Regions from separate parts of the Mus musculus genome. Here region 2 is linked to region 1. The links are chromatin contacts, called in public ChIA-PET maps. All regions are on one chromosome and are shown on one strand. The core of a region is the stretch at or near the end of the contact, and the rest is flanking DNA. Distances in the headings are between cores, read along the strand shown. Region 1 overlaps Tbc1d22a (TBC1 domain family, member 22a). Region 2 overlaps Tbc1d22a (TBC1 domain family, member 22a).

Evidence for each region. ChIA-PET counts read pairs in DNA pulled down with a chosen protein or histone mark.
Region 2: an RNA polymerase II ChIA-PET map of memory CD8 T cells shows a contact between it and region 1, with 8 read pairs. The contact joins two enhancer-like sites. A contact is called at or near these places in 2 of 39 promoter capture datasets (hippocampal neurons and liver), 1 of 15 datasets of contacts at CTCF or cohesin (large pre-B cells), 20 of 484 Hi-C or Micro-C datasets (CD4 T cells, the HPC-7 cell line, Sertoli cells and 16 more) and 6 of 115 datasets of contacts at active chromatin or transcription factors (the HPC-7 cell line, T-cell acute lymphoblastic leukemia, double positive thymocytes and 3 more).

Annotation. Positions count from the first base shown.
Region 1 is chr15:86,256,113-86,263,003 of GRCm38.p6, forward strand. The region is part of intron 4 of Tbc1d22a (TBC1 domain family, member 22a); the gene reads left to right. Among named protein-coding and RNA genes, the nearest start is that of Tbc1d22a, 45 kb to the left of the region's middle. Within about 2 kb of position 1,984, at least 30 of the 459 cell types and tissues checked have an H3K27ac peak or open chromatin away from gene starts, as enhancers often do. A contact at or near this core is called in memory CD8 T cells, where this site is marked.
Region 2 is chr15:86,383,236-86,390,201 of GRCm38.p6, forward strand. The region is part of intron 10 of Tbc1d22a (TBC1 domain family, member 22a); the gene reads left to right. Among named protein-coding and RNA genes, the nearest start is that of Tbc1d22a, 170 kb to the left of the region's middle. Within about 2 kb of position 3,421, at least 24 of the 459 cell types and tissues checked have an H3K27ac peak or open chromatin away from gene starts, as enhancers often do. A contact at or near this core is called in memory CD8 T cells, where this site is marked.

The DNA.
Region 1 (6,891 bases), core at 734-3,233:
ACACCTGTCTTATGAGTGTGATGGTAGTGACTGGAAGATAGGGCAAGGCCACCCCTAAGAAAACGCTTAGGAAAAGGGAGCAGGGCAGGTAGATATCCCAGGAAGCAGGGCAGGGGTGGGGTGGGGGGTAGCTGTGGTTCAGAGCCGTGTGCAAGCAAGCACGGTGTGCCAGTCATGGTGCCAGTCATTCCCAGCCTCAGGGTCACCCACTGGTGAAGCAGCCCTTGAAGTCAGGTTGTCCTGATAGAGCTGTTCTCAATTGGCCGGGCTGCACGAGTGTTGGTTCTGTGACAAAAGCATGGGCAATGGGCAGAGTGCAGCTGGCTGCTGGGCAAGCACTTGGTTCTGAGAGAGCTGGCATGCCAAGAAGAGAGCACTGTAGGTGGAGAGAAGGTGCTGACATCTCCTCCAGATCTGCCTCCACAGCCTCAGATCTTCTCACTACTGACACCTAGCCTTGCCTCAGTTTCTCTGACGGTAAATGAAGGAGGTGGTGGAGATGGTTGTCAAGATCTGAAAGCCTTCCAGATTTGGACTTTGTTCTGGGATTAGCTGAGAGCCGTGGGATATTTGTGGGTAGGGAAGTAGGTGACTGGAACTGTGCTTGGGGGAGGTTAATCAGGCTTCTGCTCCTTTGTGACAATCCCAATGGAAGGCAGGAAGTAGCAACATGTGGGCAACACTTTGAAATTCAGTAGCAAGTGAATTAGTTGGGCTCTGAACTGCAGCTGTTCGGAACTCCCTCTGTGCCATTTTTGGGTCTGGCAGAAGCGCCTCTCCCCTGCCGCTGCCTCCTCCTGCTTGCTCTCTCCCTGGCACCAGCCCTTTCTTCTCTGCACACCCTGTGGTCACAGCAGGCTCAAGTATAATGAGGCTGTTTGGAGCTGGCTGGTGGCAGAGAGAGAACTTGGGGTTGTTCATGAATCAGGATCACAGGCCACAGACAGGATGCTGGCACTCGAACCACACAGGCCCAGGGCTTATACACACTGGCTACTGAGCTCTGGGGTCTCCTCAGCTGCTGTTCCCAGCTGACTCAAGGGGGTAGCACAGCCCTGGTTGGAACAAGCTACTGTCTGCCATTTTGGTGGCTGCCAGGCCTTTGTCTGGTTCTTTGGAATCATTTTAGAAATGGGTTTCAGGGACTGAAGAGGTGGGAATTCGTGGCAGGCTCATTGTGATCTAAGGTGGATTTCAATTGGAGGTGTGGGCAGGCGGCTCAAGCTATAGGTGACTTTTCTGAACTTAGTATCTTGTCAAGTTCAGAGACTGCTACTCCATTTCCTTAGACAGTTCTCCGACCCCTCCAAATCCTAGCTTGTTTGTTTGGAGATAATCTTGCACCTGCTTTTACATTTTTTTCCCTTTAGTTCCCTGCCAGTCTATCTGGTGAGTATGGTTGAATAGTCTTGCATGTTCCAGATCTACTTCTTATATCCAGGCTGCTCCAGAGACTCATGTAGACCCCCCTGCCTCTTGTCCTCTCCTGCAGTCTTAGTGCAGGGCACTGGCCGGCACTGCTAATGCCCTTGGTTTAAGCCCTTCCAGTGCAGGCCATTGACTGTACAGCAGAGCCCCGTTCTTTCTCCCATCCGTTTATGGTTATTTTCTGAATAAATGTCTATGGAATTAGTAAGACACACATTTCCTTTGTGTGCTAGTTCTCTCGGAAGCCATTAGAACTCTTTTGTCTTCTATGCTTGAAAATCATCTCCATTACCTAAAGCACGTAGTGAAGTGTAACACCTGCTTAGCAAAGCCATTTTGACCCTCAGAGAGAATGCAGCATTTAATTTATGGTTATGTCATAGGGGATTTTAAAGTTTCTTTGGCTAGGATGGCTGACTCTTTTTTTCTTTGAGAGAGAAATCTTATTTTCATCTTAAAAGTTTCTTCTTTTTCTTGGGGTAGGAGGAGCATGCTTTTATTACGAGTGGAGATTACTTCATTCAGTTGCAGGCTGTAGAGTGTTTCCTGAGACAGGAAGGCAGCAGTGCTGTGAGTGGCTGCTGGGGAGGCAGGAAGGAGAGGCACAGTCTGTGTCCAGTCCTGGGACCACAGTGAGGGATGCAGTCCTGGGACTGTAGTGAGAGAGGGTGCATTTGATGGGGCTTGGTTGGGGTGTGTTGTAGTGCCAGGATGGCTGCCTATGTGCCATCTGTGCTGCTGGCTACTCTTGTCAGGGGAGCTTCCACCCTGGCCCGAGGCAAATGAACTTTACCTTTACCCAAGTTGAGTCCCACCATGACTTGGGTTGAGTTCCATCTTGATTAGGGACTGGAGCAGGTCAGGGCTGTGTAAAGAGGGGATACCTCGTGGGCCAGAATGAGGTCTGAGCATGGCTGCAGTGCTGGGAAGGTACTGTGGTCTGGGCAGCTGCGCTTTAGAGGCAGGATGTGGGAACTGGCTGGAGGCCCTGGCGTCCCTTTAAAAGAGCCATGCTGGTTTATAGGTCTGAGCAGCTTTTGCACACTCAGAAGACATTCTGTCCTCTCTCCCCGGCGGCTGGTGCAGGAGTAGCGGCGGCTGTGTCTTCTGGAATATTTATCTTTGTTATTCATCCTACCTCAGCCTGCATCCCTGGCTCCTCTTTGCCTGGCAATTCCTTCCTCCATCTTTGACAGCACTGAAGATGGAGCCTGGCAGGCTCTCCACTGTTGAATTGCCTTTCCAGCCCCCTGTTCATATTTCATCTGAGGCAGCATCTCTTTTTAGTTTCCTAGGTCAGCCTAGAACTGGAAATCCTTGAGCCTCAACCTCCCAGGTGGTTGGTTTATGTCAGATAGCATGCAACCAATCTTGATTTAAAATGACCTACCTTTGGTCTATAGAATTTAGCCAACACTGGGCACACTAATAAGAAAAACAGTAGTATCTGATTTTTTTGTTTTGTTTTGTTTTTTCGAGACAGGGTTTCTCTGTGTAGCCCTGGCTGTCCTGGAACTCACTCTGTAGACCAGGCTGGCCTTAAACTCAGAAATCTGCCTGCCTCTGCCTTCCAAGTGCTTCCAAGTACATGGAGGCTTGTTGCTGGTACCTTGCTTTCTTTGTGGCGGTGCTCGGCCCTGGCATTACTGGGTAGGTTGATAGCACCTGTGACTCATTGCTCTCTGCCTTCCCACCTCGTCTGTATTGTTGCTCTGAATTGAGGCTGCACAACGGTTTATCTGGACTCTCTGCTGTCTCCCTCAGAGATTGTGAGCCTGTTTTCCCAGTGTGCCATTTGCCAAGGGTTTTCCGCACAGCATTTCTTGGACTCCTCAAAGGTCAGTAAGCAGTTTTAACAAGATTGCAGCCAATTCTCATTAGAATTAATTTATTCACCCCTCACTAATTAATTCATCTGTTTGTGCATTGAGTTGCCCCCTCATTTATCTGGAAACATTTCTGAGGCTCCTGTCTGGCTCAGGATGCTGAAGACACAGAGCTGTGCTTGTTAGTTGTGAATGTCCCTGGAGGAGCTGCTATCTGGGGAACCATCAGGTAGTCACGGAGGAGTCCCAGTGGTGTGGATGGCCTTCTGAGGACTCAGGAACCAAGACTTGCTTAGGCAGGTGACTGTGAGAGAAAGTGCAGGGCCACAGGTGCAGCCTGCAGAGTGAGTTGTAGTGACAGATCTTGGGGAGCCTCTGGATGGGAGGCTAGTTTGGAATTATCCTGTTTATAGTTCCTTGACACTGCCTTCCTTACCTAGATGTCATGCCTTACCTTGGGCTTGTCATCTTATCACTTAAAGCCCAGATGGAAGGGTCACAAGTTCTGGGCCAGCCTGGGAATCCTGTTTCAGAAAACAGAGTACATTAAAAACTAAGTAGGAGCTGCTGCTCCTACTTGTTTAATCTTCTCCTCCCTCGGAGCTGCCTCCTGTGCCCAGCCTGCCTATCTCTCTCTGGCTCCTCCCCCTTTCCCTGCTGTGTAATCCAGAATGGGCTGGGGTCAGGGCATCGGTTAGCTCCATTGTCCAAGTACTTGGTGACCTGGCAGATAAGCTCAGCTCTAGGTGGGGTTTGGTCTTCCCTTCATCTCAGTGACAGATTGTGGTGTGAGGAATTCACAGCCTCCCTGAATGTGGAGGGAGGCCATTGCCTTCCATTGGGACCACGAAGCCTCTGAGGAGAAGCTGAAGGAGAAGTAGCCCTAAGACAAGATGCCTGAGGACTGTGCCAAGTCAACAGTGCCAGGTTTTTGTGGGCCAGTGGCCAGTGGTGTACCAGGGCTTGCTGTGAACAGCACACTGAGGTGGGGGCCTTTGTGCCTGGGGAGTCAGAGGGCAGTTCCTTAGTGTCTCCAGAATGGCACGGCCAGCCCTGTCCATGGATGAGCGGAGGAAGAAAATGAGTTGGTTAGAGTGGGCATGGCGGGCATGGGGCCCTTGAGTAGGGCTCAAGTCAGCTGGTGGAGGGATGCTAGGAACATGTGAAAATTGTCTTCTTTTCACCCCAGCGTCATGGGTAGAGTCTGCATTCCTGTACCTGAGAAGCACAGTCAGCTAGGGCCTGTCCTCTGTGAATCATGGGTGGAATCAGCAGTCTACAGTAGTCAGCACCAAGGCCAGGGCCTCGGGGGCAGCCTCCTGGAAGGTGCACTGCTCAGCATATAGACCACCTATGCCAGTGGCACACTGATGTCCTCCAGACTTGCTGCAGACTTGTGCTGAGGGCTTGATGTCTCAGGGAATAGCGCTTTGTAAATGTGACCATGTCATCGAGTTTCTTCTTGTGGTCACTTCTCTCTCCTGAGCTCAGCTTAATCACTGAGTTCCCTTGCTGCCAAAGGTTAGATGCACTTGGGGAGCTTGGCAGGAGGCCCTCCTTAACCTGATGGCAAAGCTGTCAGTGCTCAGGGAGGGGATGGTACTAGGACGGCATAGCAGTGGAGCACTCCTGTCCCAGGTAAGATGGTGCCTCCTGCAGATGTGCCATGTGGAATCTTTAACTATGTTTAGGAAGAGCCAAGCAGCTAGGGGCTTAGTTTTTATTTTATTAATTAACCCAGTAAATAAAAATATTGTCATAACATACTTTCATGTGCGATTAGTTTAAGAACCGTTCCAGCTGACTGTGGTGCCTAGTGTGTGTTTCACACATAGGGAGCATCTTATGTGGGCATGTTGTAGGTGTCTGCAGACACTGCATTGGAAAGCACAGGATTGCAGTTAGGTGGGTCAAGCATCTCCTTACCCAGGTGGTTAGGTTTGGCTTCCTCATTAAGTAACACACACATACATACACACATATATAAAATATATGTACATATATTATATATTTACATATTATATATAACATGCATATACATGCATTTTAAAATAAGGTTTATTTATTTATTATGTATATAATGCTTTGCTTGCATATATGCCTGCACACCAGAAGAGGGCGCCTGATCTCATAGAAGTTTGTAAGCCACCATGTGGCTGATGGAATTGAACTCAGGACCTCTGGAAAAGCAGTTAGTGCTTTTAGCCTCTGAGCTGTCTCTCCAGCCCCTGAAGTAACATTTAAGCTTTGGTCTGAGTCCTGTGGTTATTTGGGGACAGAGAGGACATGAGTGGAGCTTACTGTGCTGACAGGCATTGCTAAGAAGGCTACCATGGCTTCGGTGCAGTGAGGGGAAGTGGCATGGGGAGGTTTGATAGCAGGCTGCCGGGGTGGAGGACAGGGGGAATCCATTGACCACTATCAAGAAGAGATTTAAGTTTCCTGAAGGTGCTGGTGGCTTATCCATGGAGGTGGTGTGAGGTCAAGGGGAATGTGGGCTAAGGAGTGGGCTGTGGGAGTCTCTCAGAGCTCAAAAGAAAGGACTTATTATTGGCTGAATATGGGGAGCTGGGGGAGGCCCTTTGAGAGTGACTGTCAGCCTGTGGCTGGATGTCTGCTAGCTATCTACTTACTGAGGTGGGCACTTGAGCAGGTTTTAGGAGAAAAGAACATTTGGTTGGAGGCATATAAAGTTGGGATACCAGTGTAGCATCTGAGGTACAGTGGAATAGTCAGGAGGCATGGTGGCATGTCTATAGGGCAGGTGTCCCTGGAGTCACATGGTCTTCTATGCACTATGCTTCTCGCCCTCTTACTGACCTCCTTGGGCTATTACATATTTCTGTGCTATAAAAATGGGTTTTACTCAGGTCTTCCTTTAAAATAAGGTTTCTCTATGTGCTTTGGGTCTTACTGAAGTCTGCGGTATCAGGGATAGCCGTCCTTATAGAAGTCAAATAGCTTTGTGGTTCCCAGCTGTCCCTGATCCTTTGCTGTTAGATGCAGAGAATGCCGGTCCCTCCATTGATGTGAATTATGTGAATCCTCTCCACAAAGATCACAGTGAATGGTTTTCAATAGAACGGGCCTCACATACATATTAAATACGTAATATGAGAAAATATTTTTCAAGCAGAAGTTCATCTAGGCTGCGAGGCTGTCACTGTTCTTTGTACAATTAATAATAACCCTCCGCTCTCTGCATGATTAGACGTCTTTCTGCAAGCAAACATTTAATAACCACACAGGGCCATCATCTGGAGCGGCTGCAGTTTATAGGGACACCCCCTATTGTTATGCATTTGTTTTGTTCCCAACTTTCCCTGCCAGACACTGCTTTCAGCATCTTGGTGCTGGCATCTTGGCTCTGTCTCTGGTTGTTTTCTTGGGATAATTACTGTACGGGAACTCATTGATTTAAGACCACACATATTTAAGACTTGACCACATTGTCTTTTTGCTTACCTATCATGGGCTTCTCTATCTGTCATCGGTTTTCCTGATTTATTACTGTTTATTATTACTATTGCCATTATTATTTTTGAGGACAGGTTTTCGAATAGCCCAGGTTGGGCCCCCCCCCCCCCCCACATGCTTTTTCTGTGTCTTAGATTCTTTTCCAGTTGCTGCAATATGC
Region 2 (6,966 bases), core at 2,171-4,670, 130 kb after region 1:
TAGTCCATTATGTTAAAATATCAAAAAAGGACAGACCCATAAAATTATCTCAGTGTGTGCAGGAGAAGCATTTGACAAAGCCCAGTGTTCGTTCTTAATGAAAGCAGGCAGCAATCCGGGAGTGGAGGGGAACTTACTAACTCTGCCAGAGGGTTTCTGCAGCGATGTGAGTCTGAATGCTTCCTCCAGGCCTGTTCATTCTCACTACTTCTATTCAGCATGCATTCAGGTAGTCCAGCCAATGCACAGAGGCAAAAGCAGCAAATGGAAGCACACACAGTGCATGAATGGCCCCCAGGCTGGAAAAGGAGAAAGGAAACCCCTTCATCTCTTGAGAGCTGGGGAAGCAACAAAAGAACTGACTAGAACCCGGAGGAGAGTTTCGTAAGGATTCAGGACACCAGGCCAGCACATAACAGTGTTTCTACATAATAGCAAGAAGAAATCAGCAGTCGAAAGGCTGAGAAGATTGCTTGGTTGGTGGGTTTGCGTTTGACACTCAGAACTCACATGAAAAGGATAGGCATGGTGGTGTGTGCTTGTAATCCCAGTTTGGGGGAGGCAGAGACGGGGATCCTGGGTAGCCACCCAGCCTGCTTACTTGGTGAGTTAAGTGCAGGCCAGCAAGAGACCTTGTCTCAAAAATAACCAGGTGAATGTGGATGGCACCTTCTGAGGTGTGACATTCCAGGTTGAATGCCTGTGTATGTACATACATATACACGCATAGATATTAGCAATTGAGGGTGAATAACTACCACTGGTTACTATAGCATAAAAATGTGAAGTCTGTCAGGAAAACACAATATGGCTACAAAAATACAGCGGAGAAAATTCAGAACGACCCAATCATGCCCATAGACTTGGAAAGTTAAATGACACTTTCCCCTAACTGACTACATTCAGCTCAATCCTAGTTAAGATCCCAGCCTGCTTTTCTGCAGAAAAGGACATGCTGATCTTGTAGTTCATGGGCAGACACAGAGCCCCTGGCATACCTAGACATACCCAGCAAGATGAACAACATCGCAGGCCCAGGTTTGACTGAGCTCAAGAGTGGTGGGTGATCAAAATCATGCATTTTTGACATTGAGCTAAAGATCACCAGGATGGAAGAGCATGTGGAGGGAGCTGCACATAAGGACAATTGATTTCCACAAAGGTGGGAAGGAAGTTCATTGGCAGAATACACATTCTATGTAAAGGGACTTGCACCATGCCTTCTCCATGTTAAAAAGTGAACTTGACTGGATGAGGCCCTTTAAACCTCAAGTTCTATAGCTTTGTGCAGTGAAGTTAGGTTTTGGAGTTGATTTCTTAGGAAGCCATGTAAACCAGGAAGCGAGCATAAAGGAGATTTGGACAGATATCAGAATTCAAATGTGCTCTTCAGACGCTCCCATCCAGAGTGAGCATAGCTGCCTTCCAGATGCTGCAGTTCCTTTTTGGATCTTTTCAGAATCATCTCTTCAGGGTTGTATGGGACAAGGCCTGGTAAAGTGCCTGTCTTGTTAGCATGAAACCTGAGTCCAGACCCCTCCTTCCAGGTAAAAAGGTTAGGGTGGCACTGTGTAACTTCAATCCCAGATATGGAGACGTGGAGACAGGAAGATGTCTGGGGCTCACTGGCCAGCCAGCTCAGTTGAGTTTCTGAGCTCCAGGTTTTATGAGATATACTGTCAAAAATACGGTAGAGAGGGATTGAGGAAGCCACCCGATAATGACAGCTGATCTCCGTATACACACATCACCTGGACACACACACACACACACACACACACACACACACACACACACACACACACACACGTTGAATGGAGAAGAATCAGGAACGAAGCCTCATGGGGCTGTCTAGCTACCCTGCCATCTGCTCTGCTTTTCTTCCACAGGCTTTGCTGCTCGGTCATGGAGAGTGTGGTCAGACCTACTGAGTGCTGGGCATCCAGGAAACTCAGCACAACCTCTTCCACGACTCTGTTGGGTTGCTGCTTTCTGGTGTGGTGATAGCTCTGTCTTGGAGCGGCTTATGGAGATGCTTAGGAGCGCATCTGTGAAGCAAGAGTGATCTAATGCCTAGTTGCCTCAGCTCTGTGTAGCTCAAGAAGAGCCTGTAGTTTAGATTATGTTACTGTCAAAAAATGGACCTTAATGCCTCTCCAGGGATGAGAGGACTGTGCTGTGGTGTCAGATACATGCTGATGCTATACAGCCTGCCAGGAGGCTTAATTATATTCTGGGCTTATGTCCCAAGAATGAGAGGTATTGTCTCCTGGTTTAGGTGACCAGTCCCCACCCTAGAGCTGTCTAGCACCCACCAGGATCCCTGTTAGTATAACAGAGACAAGGCAAGGTTTTCCAGGCTCCCTGTCAGCACCTGGCACAGGAGCTGGTGACCTGCCCATCACACAGCAGGGGGCAGTCTCTGTGTGAGGCTACAACTTCTCGGGCTCTCCTCTTGCCTCCTGGGCTCCTGGGATGCCGTTGAGGGGCAGGTGGCCCCTCCAACCTCTCTGGTCTGAGCTCTGGGCTCAGGAGCAGCAGTGAGAATGTTTGGGATTTCTCTCTTTGCCTGATCAGCACATTCTGAAATGGTGTTAACATTTTCTAAATAAATCTCATTTCCTATTGATTTCCATTATGATTTTTGAGGAAAATGCCTCCTTCCCCCCAGGAAGTTATCTGACCATCATTAGTGTGTAGTGATGTGTTTGTTGGAAGTGTTACAGCTCATTAGGTGGCAGTACAGGTCACTTGTGTTCCTAGGCACTGCCCGGGCATTCTGATTTTACTGAACTGGATAATCTCCAGGAGCAGAACTTAGCCTGACCTGAGCTTCAGGGCTGGCCCAGATGTCCTTTCAACCCAGTCTTCCATCTGTCCCTGGGGCCTTGTTCCACTCTCCTATCCCCTTAGATCAGGGAGGAGCAAGGGCAAACCTCCTTGATTGGAGTCTTGAGATAGTAAGGTCTACTCCTGTTTGGTGATTCGAGTAGGCTGCTGTGCTTAGGCCTGGTCCTCAGAGCCGGGTTCCCCACAGCCCTGGTCTCCATGGTTCGGCTTGTCTGCTTGCATAGCCCTGGCGTGAGTGACTCCATAGATCTTGCTTGCCCTAAGCCACCTGTGTTGCATCCTCTCCCACTTGCAGCTCCTTTATCATTTTCCTAAGCACTCTGCTGGAGCTCGGTCCTCTAGCCTTGCTGAGAGGAAGCCTGCCTGTTTCCTCAGGGACGGTGCTTGCTGCTCTCCTCACTTCCAGTGTGGTTTTCTGAGACTGGGTGTCAGGGTTTCCTCTCTTGTTCTTGGTTTAGCCTCTCATCCTGTTACCATGACGCAGCAGGTCCCCAGATCCTCTAGTTGGCAGGTGTGTTGGGCACAGCACCCATTTAGGACCTGACTGTTCCTGCGGCAGAGAAGCAGCTTTTCGGTTGCAGAGGCCCTCTGTTGACCGTCGGTTGCTCATGTTTCTGTTCTTTTTTTATCCTCCGAACTGATGAGATGATCAGAATCTTTCCCTTTAATCAAAGCTCATTCCAGCCAGGCCCAGCAAAAGCTGGTGGTGTTCAGCCTGCCCTCAGCTAAGCATAGGGATTGAAAGATTTCTTTGTCAGATATCTAAATGTGGGCCATTGTGTCTGCTCTTTGCGCAAATAAATCTTTGTTGCCTGGTCTCGTGTCAATACTGCTAACCTGTAGCGGGAGTGCCAGGGTGCTGTGTGTTTGCATCATTTACCTGAACTTGCAGTCCAGAAGACTAGGTGCTTTCTGCAGGATTTCCGCTTATGGGCCCACCATTGAAAGCACTGAGGAGAGCGCTCTGCAGGCTGTGGCTGCTGTGCCCTCTGATGACTTTACAGCAGTGTACCTTGCCCTGCCACACAGGACATTTTGGCTTGAAAGATGATAGTAATTATGTCTGCCCACTCACTCATTATGTTTGAACCCTGATTGCTAGTGAAATGGAAATTCTGGTTTTGGAATTATTGCTGACCAGATTCCTTTATCAGTGAGAGAGTGTGAGCTCACAGTCACTTATAAAACAGGAGAAAGGAGTCATTCCAGCACACACATTCGCACTTCCGATGTATATAAATTGGAAGTCATGCTAGAGTTTAGCAGTCTATCTTACACTATGTTCAGAATAGGAGGTAGCCCTGCCAGAGACTCATTATGCACATTAGAAGCTGGCTGGGGAGCTGGTGGCTGGTCCACTTTCTCATTTATTACCTGTTTCCTGAGTAGCATGCAGTCAGTGAAAAATGGCCACTTCCCTATAATCAAGGATACTGTCCAGGTAGCTTACAGGCTGGGCATTCTGTCTGCCAGAATCAGTGGTTCCACCTGGCAGTGCTTAGCCCACACAGTAGAAAACTGGCCACAGATACCCACAGAGGTCCTCATGATTCCACGTGTGGTCTCACCACCTAATGAGTGTGGCCTTTGCCCTTTAGCAAACTCCTAGGAGTTCAAGGTCCCACGGTGAGCAGAAGAGAAGGTCAGGTGCTCAGAAGCTTGGTGGCATAGATAGCGGAGAGGCTCCAGCCTTGTCCTGCTTGGCTCTTAGAGGTAAGGAGCACAGCCCCAGGGTAGAGGGCTCCTTGTATATCTTCTCTAGGGAGTAAAGCACTGCAAACCTTCCCCTGCAAGGGTTTATGTAGGCACATAAGCAATAACTAGTGCTGTCACTGTTGTGGTTATTCTGCAGGACTGGTGCTCTACAAAGGGAAATGACCACATCTGGGCCCATCATGAACCCCTGGTAGAACCTGCCTTTCCAGTCAGCCATACCCGAGGGCTGTAGCTTCTAGTTCCTGTGCTTGTTTTTACAGGGCAGAAAGGGTTGGTTTTCCCTCTCTGCCAGGTTACTCTGATGATAGATAGTCCAGAAATGTGTTTAATTTTTCAGAGTAGTCTCTGGCCAGTTTGTCTTAGAAAGGTGCTGCCTGCCTGCAGGGTGCATGTTAGAACTGTTTGTTTTCCAGGTCCTAAGATCCCTACCTTCCCTGTGGTGGGTGGGTGGTTGCTACTACTGGCAGAATGTGGCCAGTGTAGGAGGCTGTGGCTCCTGGATGTAAGTCCCTGCGGTGGCTCATTTTCTCCTCTTTACCCTCTCCGAATCTTCAGTGGAGATCTCGAGCATTAGCTGTTCCTTTGACACAGAGTCTCCAAGGAGACCACCTCTCTGTCTCCAAGGAAACTATTCCCTTGGAGAAGTTGAGTCTAACCATGAAGACCTGGCAGTCACTTAGTATGACTATCTGAGGAGTGGATGATGGAGTGGCCGCTGATTCCTACACTGATGTCCCCAGGACAGCTGAAGGTAGAAGTGAGACTGGCTGTAGCCTGATAGTAGTAGATCACTGCTGGGAGTGGCCCGTGGAACCAGGGCACCTGCCAAGGCCACCTGCTCTGGTATCAGCTATACAACTCTGCAGGCTGTCCTCATTGCCTGCCATTTCCAGATGCCATGGTTTCCTCCCCAGTGCTGCCACTACCCTTGGGCTACAGGTCCCCAAGCAGCCACCTGCATATTCATGAGAGCTCATTCCTCATGCTCCAGTGTAGAAAGAACCTTGTTGAGTAAATTCAGTCATTTTCTAAACTGCTGCTTTGCAAGTGTTCATCAGATTTGAATTTCACATCAACTGCAGCGCCCTGCTTCAGTGAGCTGGGCCATAGCCGAGGCTGCTGCTGTCCCAGCAGGGTGTGCCCTTGGGAGCTGCAAAGGTTGCTGGGATGAAGAGCCACTCTAGCCCTTGGGTCTTTCTGTCAGTTTAGTTGTGTAACTAGAGCTAATTTCAGGCTGGAAGTGATTTTTGTCTTCTTTAAAAAAAAAAAAAAATTACCCCTGTAGAATTAGGAAGTTGATTAATCCTGTTTGCACAGGTCTGTACCAGACTTCTTAGTAAACAGAATCTAGTATATGCAGTGAGTGAGACCAGCTGGAGGAGTTGCCATGTGGGCAGCCTCTCTGCCCAGCAGCACGATAGTGCTAGGCCTCTTTCCGCTGGGCCTGGAACCCTGGTTCTTAAGTCTTTTCCTGCAGAAGCAGCCTATGGCAAATACACAGAGACCCCTGTGTCCTTCTGCACTCCTGTGGGTCTCAGAGCCATCACTCCACCCAGTGTTCTTTCCCTGGGGGTCTCAGGGATATCACCCCTCTTCCTAGAACCCTTCCCTCAAACTCATAGGGCCCTTTGCTTCTGTGAAGACTGGAGGGAATATGGCTGAATATCAGCTCTATTCTGTAGCTATGCACTGTCTTGTTGTAACTGATTTTGAATTGCTTTCTATTTCCCATCATTAATAAGGGCCTAATCTCTAAGCTTTCTTCTTGAGACTCAGCCCGTTTGCTGATACTATAGTAAAATACCTGAAACTACTTACTTATAAGGAAAAGAGGCTAATTTAGCTCTCAGCTCCAGAGATTCATGCCTAGGGCACTGATGTCAGTTTATCTCTGATGAGGACATGTGTCTTCACAGTGGTGGTAAAGTTATGAGAGGGACAGCTCATGCTACAGAACAGAAGCCAAAGAGGAGGCCAGAAAGTGGCCAGGCTTTTCTTTTGTGACAGCTCTCTTGCTGAGGACCAACCAGGACTCTGTGAGCTGCATTCTAGTCCCTCCTGAGGGCAAGCCTTCCCCAGCATAAAGACCTCCTCCAAAACCTGTTTCTTAAAGGTTTCACCACCTCTTCCATTGCATACTAAGGACCCAACCTCCAGTACATGGACCCTGAGGGGACAAAGCACCCCTGAACTGTGGCTCAGTCTCATGAGCACCGTGCCCCAGCTCTTCTGGTCAGCAGTGGGCAGAGAGTGCAGGGACTGCCTGTCTGCTGAGGCCTTGTTTTTCTGGGACCAGCCTGTCATTACCTCCTGTGGGCCTGACTGCCTCTCTGCCACAGCAGCCCAGTTAAGTGTGTACAGTCTTAGATAGCAGTGGGTCATCTGTAAGCTTCAGACAGG